Regions from separate parts of the Callithrix jacchus genome. Here region 2 is linked to region 1. The links are chromatin contacts, called in public Hi-C maps. All regions are on one chromosome and are shown on one strand. Each heading gives the region's core, a stretch centred on a gene start, on an enhancer-like site or on the middle of the called end of the contact. The rest is flanking DNA. Distances are from core to core; before and after follow the strand shown. Region 1 holds the start of SFT2D3 (SFT2 domain containing 3). Region 2 holds the start of IWS1 (interacts with SUPT6H, CTD assembly factor 1).

Region 1 (4,228 bases), core at 1,014-3,513:
AAACTAGAACAGAAATTTAGGGGACTAGAAAGAGCAGCCAATGGCATAAGTCTTTATAACTGAAAAAATAAATCATCCTGAAAATACTGCATTTGCTTTCTCAAGAGCAGCCTTTTGAGGTAGGTAACCTTGTTTACTGACAGGGAACAAGGCAGTGTTCTTGACCAAAACTCAGGGTGGGTAGCCTGCAAGCCTACAGTGTGAATGCTGGCCACTTGTGTCACTTCTTGGGACAGGGCTTAGGGACCTGACTTAGGAAAACACATTTTGGGGTTGGAGGGAGCAGCAGCACTGCAGGACAGACACCCTGTGAAGGCAACACTGGGATCCAGCTCAGTAAGATCATTATTTGCAAACTGTGCAAGCCAGTGCACAGAAAAAGTAGTGGTCCTCAACCTCAGGGAACACAGAATCACCTGTGGCGCTTTAAAAAGGTTCTGATGCATCCGAGTCACGGCACCAAGAAGAAAAAAATAAAGAAAAAAAGGTTCTGATGCCTGGGACCTAGTTCCCACGTTCTGACTGCATTGATCTGGAGGTGTGGCTCTTCAAGTAACTGATAAGCAGTCAAGTGTGAGAACCACTGGCACAGAATGTTTATATTCCAAATATATTCTACTTCCTAGTGTATTGCTACTGACAAGACGTAGTTTTCTGGACTCAAGAGTGTTAGGCTCATACTGGCAATAAATTAAGGTAGGTAAAAGTAAGTGCTGAACCTAAAATGAAGGAAACGGCAATTAGATATGAAAAGCATCTTAAGATCGGCCTGCGAATTGTAAACTAGTTTACAAAGCAGACCATAAAGTGAAGAGTAATTCGAGCTTGTAGAAATCCATGCTTTCCACCAGATACAGGAATTCCGGACGTAGAATTATCTTCCTATTTGCAGGATTTCTTCCGAGACCGCTATGCATGTACGTGCCCCTTCCTGGATCCCACGCTTCTTGGGGCAGGAAATTTCTTTGGTCCATCGCTTTCGACGTGAAATACAGAACTAATTTTCCCTTCATGTTATCAGGCACTATTTTATGATGGCGTTAACTGAAGAAAAAGCCCAAGATAAACCATCTTAAATAAGTACTTTTAAAAGTCCAGTGGCTGAATTCGGTGTTTAATCTGATACCCTTCCGGATTCGCTGACACGGAAGCATGAGATAACAACTTCCAAGTCTCGGTATAGTCAAAACAACAAAGTACCGTCACCAACCTACATCTACCACTGGATTTTTAAATGACAAAACAGCCTGAGAAAAGAACAGCTAATTCGAAGAAAAGCCATTTTTCTTTACTCAGCCGAACCTAAGACCACAGCTACTTCGAGAGCAACTTAATAACCGTCTCATATCCTGTCACCAGTTCAATGACAAAATCTCCAGAGCACGTTCCGAGTCCAGCACAAGACGCTGACATTCAAGAGCTCCCGACGCTGCTGTCGCCTCCCGTGCCAGCAGCCGCTCCCAACTTAGACTCGCAGGCGGTCGCGGAAGGGCCTTCGCCGCGGGGTCCCGACACCCGCGTGCAGTCCTCGGCTCTGCGGGCGCTGGCTCCGCGTCCTTCCCAGGTGGCGCGGGCGCGAGGTCCTCACACGGGCAGAGCCTTGGAGAGGCCGGCGCCGCGGCTCAGGCGACCCAGCGCGAGGCGCAACGCCGTGCCGCCGCCCCAGGGCAGCAGCCCGACCAGCGCGGCCAACAGTGCGGCCACCTGCGCGCCCGCGCCCAGCACCGTGAGCAGCGTGCTCCGCAGGCTCAGCGCCGCAAATAGCGTGGCGCCCAGCGCGGCCCCGTAGAGCAGCGCGGGCCGCGACGGCGCCTCTTCGCAGCGCAGCAGGCGCCCGCACGCCGCGCCGCCCCGCAGCAGCGCGCCTCCCGCCAGAGCCAGCGCCGAGCCCAGCGACCAGAGCAGCGCGAACTTGCGCGCGCGCAGCAGCAGCACCGGCGCGTAGAGCGCGGCCAGGCCGAAGCAGAGTGCCGCCAGCAGCAGGCACCCGCCGCCCGCCGCCAGCCGCTGCCCGCGCGTCACGCTCGGCAGGCACGCCGGGCCCGCAGCCGCCGACTCCGTCGAGCTCCGCGACCACGCCCAGCGCAGGCTCGCGCGGCCCAGCCACGCCCCCGCCGGCCCGTCTCCGGGCTCCTCCGCCTTCCCCGCGGCAAGTAACGGCTCCGTGGCCGCCTGGCCGCCCGCTTTCCCCTGCGCCAGGTACTCCTGCAGCTGACGGTGGAGGTCCGCCATCTTGGGTAAGGCGGTAGCTGGAGGAAAAAGCTACCGCTCATTTCCGGCCCTCCCCTGCCGCGGACGGAAGCGGCTCCGCCTTCGGGCGGCAATTGGTCGGCCGCGGCGAAAGGGGCAGGGCCGCAGCACTCGCGGAGGCGGGTGCTTCCTCGGCAGACCTCTGCTGTGTCCCGGAATACCGCGGGCTTGCGTGCTGCCAATCCGCCTTCAGTCGCCCTCCCATTCCCTGACCCTCTTCTTTGTCCCGAGTAGGAGTCCTTACGGTCTGGCTAAGTCCTGCCAGCATTAAGTTAGTTGGAAGGCCAGGGTGGATGTGGCTCTACGGGGGCACAAGAGGGTCCCTTCTGCTGATGGAAATGCCCTACGGCCTGTCCGCGTCTACCGTGGCGGTGATGTCGTGCTAGTTTTGCAACATGGAGGAATGGGTAAAGGGTACACAGGATCTCTCTTGTTTCTTACAACTGAACACAAACTTAGAGTGATCTCAAAATAAAAATTTAAAAAGTTCACACTTGTGTGACTCAGGTGGTTTGTTTTTTGGGAACGTCGCGTCCTGATTTGTCATTTCACTTTTAGTAATAGTGACCATCCTGATCACTTACCATGGGGTTGATAAAGGAAAGATTGACCCCCACCATGCTCAGCCTGCTTCTCTATTCGGTTCTCAGTTTCGGCCACAGACCTGGCAACATCCTTGACTCCTTTGCGCCCCGTGTCCAAGACTCGGTGCTGCTGTCCTGTGTTCGGTGTCACTCTTGTGCTCTGGACAGCGCCACGCCCAGGTTTCCTGACTTATCGTCAGGTCACTCAGACAAGCTGCCCCCGCCCCACGCTAGGCCAATCTTGATCTCTTCTCAGGCCACACCTACGTGCCCTGCTCTTTCTCAGAGCCTCCAAGCAGGTGTCTGCCTGAGATTCCTTTCACATTACATTCCTCCAGGCTTCCCTGGGCTTCTCTCTCCAGCTACCTTCACAGCTCCCCTCACCACCTTGTCTTCCTCTGGGTGGCCCTGTGTCCTTTGTCCTCTGCCCTAGGAGAATGGCTTCCTGTGGTTTGGCTTCTCAGCCTTTCCATCCCCTGTGTAACTAATCTCCCCCACTAAATTCCTTTTCATGGTCTTTGTTTTCTTGGTTTCATCCTGACAGATATAATTCGTTTTCGGAATACATTCTGATTTGTTACCTCACTTGATAATAACAGTGACCGTCCTGATCACTTAGCATGGGCTAAACCATTAGGATGACTACCATCAAAACAAAATAACAAACACACCAGAAGGTTACAAGTGCTGTCAAGAATGGAGGAATTGGAAGCCTTGTGCACTGTTGGTGGGAATGTAAATGCTACAGCCGCTGTGGAAAACAGTATGGAAGTTCCTGAAAATAAATACGCGTGCGCACACACACACACAAATACATATATGTGTGTATGTGTATATATAATTACAATCTGATCCAGCAATTCCACTCTGGGTATATACCCCAAAGAATTGAAAGCAGGGTCTCGGAGATTTGTACAACTCTTCACAGCAACGCTATTCACATCAGTCAAGAGGTGGAAGCCACCCAAGTGTCCATCAGCAGATAAATAAAATGTGATATATGCATACGATGGACTATCATTCAGCCTTAAAAAGGAAGGAAATTCTAACACATGGGTGAACCTTGAGGACACTATGCTCAGTGAAATAGGCCAGCCACAGAAAGAAACAATACTGCATGGCTCCTCTTCTATGAGGTACTTAGAGTCAAATACACAGAGCTAGAAAGTGGACTGGGGACAGGAATGCCCATCAGTGTTGTTACCTAATCATTTGTGCAGCTACCATATAGAAAAGGCAGGACTGTGCTGCTCATTTTATAGGTGAGGGAAATAGAAATACCAAGAAGTAAAGTGACCTACCCAAGGTAACCTACAAAATTGACAAGAGGGCAGGGTTAGGTTGATTTCTGGTTTCTAGCCTTGTGGGCTTCCCATTGCAGAAAGAGGCCTTCG
Region 2 (4,228 bases), core at 813-3,312, 160 kb after region 1:
ACAGAAAGCTGGTAGCTTGTCCCAGCTCACCACGCACAATAAGCCCAGAGATAGACCCACAACCTGGGGCTCTAAGCCCCCAGTCTCCAGCTCTGATGGTGCCAGGCTATTGTTTATATTATGTGGCCTCCTGCTCCCTGACATGTTCAGCAGATGGCAGTGTCTTCAGAATGTCTCCAAATAAATGTTATATTCACTTAGGGAATGCAGTGTCTCTGGGTTATCTGTTAAGGGAGGAAGTGTGGACCGCTGCAAGTTTTCCTCTCCATTCTTCTCTGTCCTTAGCATCCTTAGTGTAGGAAATAGCCTCTCTTCTGGCTGCCTCCCTACCACCGACACGGGCCAACTGCAGTGGGGTGGGGTTGGGTGTGAGGCGTGGGGAGACAGCAGTCCTGAAAATGTAAGGCAGCCAAGATTCAGAATGGCACATCTGTGCCACTATAGAATTTCTCCACCAGGGTCCCGGAGGGACAGCCAGCTGGCAGGAAGGAGCTCTGGGAACTCTCTGTAAGCTGTGTTTACACTGAGAAGCACACTGCTTTAACTAAGGCTTTGTATTCATTTGAAAGGTGTGTCCTGTCTGACTAAATTGGTGGCTTTCTGAGTAAAAAAATTAGATCTGAAGCTTCTTTGAAGCTAAGCACATTGTTGTGCGTCCAGAGTGCTTCTATCCAGTACAGTTAGTTTTAATGCCAAAATTCAGTAATTATCATTTGGCAATTGCATTGTTTACAACCCAACCACTTTCCTTACTGTTGGCCTTATATCTGTGCTGAAACTAAAAGCTTTTCTTCCACTGAACTCTTCCTAAAATTTTGATCTATTAATCCTCCTCCATTTACACAGGTATACTCTCACCTTCTCATTAGAAGAGGGCCTAGAGCCTTGATATCTTCTATCAAATGGAAGGAAGCTTAATTTTGTACCTTTCGTTTCAGACATTGGTAATTCTTTGTTCTTCTGATTCTCAAGACTGCCTGAGAAGGTCATTCCCACGGCTGAAAAGGAGGAATTTGGATTCAGTGCTCTTTCCACCACATCGGCAAGGAATATTCATGAACTCTCTTGCAGGAAAATGGGAATTTCCAGAAAGAAACCACTTCTACCCTTTCTTCTCTTCCCAAGTCCTCTTTAGGAGCCTATAATTGGGTTCTGCCAGCATACTCTGACTGGCTAACGAAGGGTCAGATATCTGCATCACAAACAAAAGGCTCTTTTTCTACATGTCTACACCTCCTGGAGAGTCTTTGCTTAAACCTCTATTGGCCCTCCTCCGATCAAAGGCAAGAATGATCCCCTCCCTGTCCAAGACTAAAACGAACAAGGAAATAGATTTTACTCAGCCTATTGCAATAGGGAGAACACTCTAGATATGATCAGTGTCTTGGTAGCATAGTTTTGCTTTTTATAGGGAGGAAGGTGGAATGATTGACAGCTGGGATTGTTTTGCAATCAGAAGTTTCAGTCAGTCAGGTGAACAGAAAATGTTCCCCGTGTCTAACTAGTTTGGGGTGGGGAAGAGTTCTAATCTCAGCTAATCACTCGATATCATGAGCAGGAATTTGGAAGATCTGTTTGGCTTTATTAACAGGCTCAGAAAAAAGGGAAAAGGTCTCTGTTTGGCCTTGTCACAGACAAACAAAGGGATTATCTGCAAGCGTTTTATCTGTCACATGGAGATGAGTGGTTCCTTACAGTGTACCGTTCCAGAAACACAAATAGAAGAGAGGGTTTCTTAAGCCCCGCTGTTTTTCAGGAACACAGGGCTCAGGTCAAGTTCAACTTCATCTTCCTCGGTGTTTCATCAGGAAGGTGAAGCAAAGATGTGTACTTCTTTGTACACTTCTGGAAGCAAAGATGTGTATTTCTCACTGTTGGCTAAATGCCTTCTTAACAAGGAAATTAAGTCGTTATTTAGAATGAAAGAGAGGAAGACGCCGGGAGAGGAGGCGCTGTGGATCGCGCCAGTTAGTAACGCATCACAGCTCCCGGGCGTCACACTACAAGTCCCAGAGTGCAACACCCGCTTTCTCGCCTACTGCCGGCGGGAATCAGGAGCCTCGGGGCCTCACGGGAACGACAGTGGCTAATGACGGAAAAGTAATTTGAGCGGGTCTTCATTTTTTCGGAAGAGTATTTCGAAAGCTGTTCAAACAAGGCGCGGACACTGAATCTAGGAATTGATAAAAAATCAATGATAACGTTACTTCCACGGAGGCCAGACCAAGCTTCTCCCGGGAAAGGTATTTAACTGAAGCCGAGGTCCCGCTCAATTTTCCCATGAGTCTCCTTTCCGGCCGTGCCTCGCGTCATTGCTGTTGCGCCTTCTCATTGGCAGGTTGACGGGTTGCGGCACCTGCGCGCTGCATTCCTCTGAGGGTCGTGGGCAGACGCCATTTTGGCCCCAGCGGTGCTTCTAGGAAGTAGATCGCCGGCTCGCATGCCTGCTTGCCTGCCGGGTACGGCCTTTTCTGCCGGGACTTCCCGGTCAAAGCATTCGCCGCTGCCGCTGCTGCTTTCTTACCCTCCGCATCCGTTAAGTTCTCCGGTCGGGCGGGAGCCTCTGAACACTGAGCCACGCCATCTGGGGTCACACCGCCTGCAAGGAGGTGACGGGGGCGGCGCGGGGCGCGGACACTCCCCGCTGAGAGTCCGCCTGCCATGGACTCGGAATATTACAGCGGCGACCAGTCAGGTGGGGCAGGGACCTGGAAGACCGGGCTGGGGGGGCGGAGCAGTTACTCGGCAGGGCTCGGCCTGGCACCCCGCGGATGGGGGCTAGGAGGTCCCCGAAACCTGCCGTCCCACTACTGGTCCGAGGTGCACAACCAGTGTAGGACAAGAGCCCTCCGACCAGCTGAGAGGGGATTCTGGAGGGAAAGCTTTCTTCCGAATCGGCGAAGGTTTTTGCTGAAATTGAGAAGTACTTTCGTATATTGAGCTCCTATTGTGTGCAAAGTGCTAGGGCAGGAGAGGTTTCTTCTGTTAAGGGAGTTCTCAGTAGTTGAGTAGTTGGAGAATCCAAGGGGCGATGGGGCGGGAGATCTTTCCTAGACTTTTCGCTCTTAGTTAGGGGTGGTTTAATCTTGCCTGCAGTACGGAACATAGTAAGTGCAGGACCCACGTTTCAGTTGCATTCAGAGTAAGGAGTGCACTTCTGGCACTTACTGGTGACATTTGTGCCTTTCCTCCACCTCGGGATCTTTCCTCTTCTAACCGAAGTTTGGTCTCCTTTCTTTATTGTTTGATTATTCTGTAAACTTTCTGGGCCCCACTTTGCTGGCACGGTGCTCAGTACCTGAGATTAAAGATAAATGAGGCAGAACCGGCTGTGGGAAATAGGTTGCATTTGCTTTCCTTTTGTGTACCAGTTCTATTGGGGCGTTCTGTCTCAAAAGTTCTTAAATACGCCATAAATGTATACACCCACTATGTACCCAGAAAAATTGAAAATAAAAAAATTTAAGTGTTTAAATAATTATTTAAGCGTTAAGCTGTTTACTGTTTTGAGTTCGTTGCCTTTCCTTACATAGGACAGTGAATTGTAATGACTACAAAGGGCTCTCCAAACACACTGCTATGCGGCTTAAAAACACTTTCCTGAGCCAGGTGCGGTGGCTCATGCCTGTAATACCGGCACTTTGGGAGGCGTAGGTGGCTGATGGCTTGAGCCCAGGAGTTTGAGACCAGTCTGGGCAACATAGTGAGACTCCTGCCGCCCATTTTTACAAAAATGCAAAAATTAGCCGAGTGTGGTGGCTCACACCTGTAGTCCCAGCTACTCTGGAAGCTGAGGTGGGAGGATTCTTTGAGCCCTGAGCCCTGAGCCCAGAGGCGGAGGTTGCCGTGAGCCCGGATTGCACCACTGCACTCCAGCCTGGGCGACAAAAAAAAAAAAAAAAACAACCAAAAACAAAAAACACTTTCCTGATACTTTCAAAATAGCTTTTTTCCATTCATTTGTGTTTTTTAAGTTACTTTTCAAAAAGTAGGCTGTGCATAGTGGCTCATGCCTGTAATCCTAGCACTTTGGGAGGCCAAGGTCACCTGAGGTCGGGAGTTCGAGACCAGTCAACATGGTGAAACCCTGCCTCTACAAAAAATACAAAAACTAGCCAGGCGTGGTGGCAGTCGCCTGTAATCCCAGCTACTCGGGAAATTGAGAAGGAGAATCGCTTGAACCCAGGGGGCAAAAGTTGAAGTGAGCTGAGATTGCACCATTGCACTC

Evidence for each region. A called contact is a pair of places that touch in the nucleus more often than the background predicts.
Region 2: a Hi-C map of skeletal muscle shows a contact between it and region 1, with 2.6 times the contacts expected there. The contact joins the promoter of IWS1 here to the promoter of SFT2D3 in region 1. A contact is called at or near these places in 2 of 3 Hi-C or Micro-C datasets (both in skeletal muscle).

What each region holds. Positions count from the first base shown.
Region 1 is chr6:36,718,731-36,722,958 of calJac240_pri, forward strand. It overlaps SFT2D3 (SFT2 domain containing 3), which reads right to left and starts at 2,264. Exons shown (of 1, transcript XM_078327028.1): 1 at 1-2,264. The coding sequence starts at 2,232. The coding sequence ends at 1,585.
Region 2 is chr6:36,880,119-36,884,346 of calJac240_pri, forward strand. IWS1 (interacts with SUPT6H, CTD assembly factor 1) reads left to right here and starts at 2,063. Exons shown (of 14, transcript XR_013518830.1): 1 at 2,063-2,243.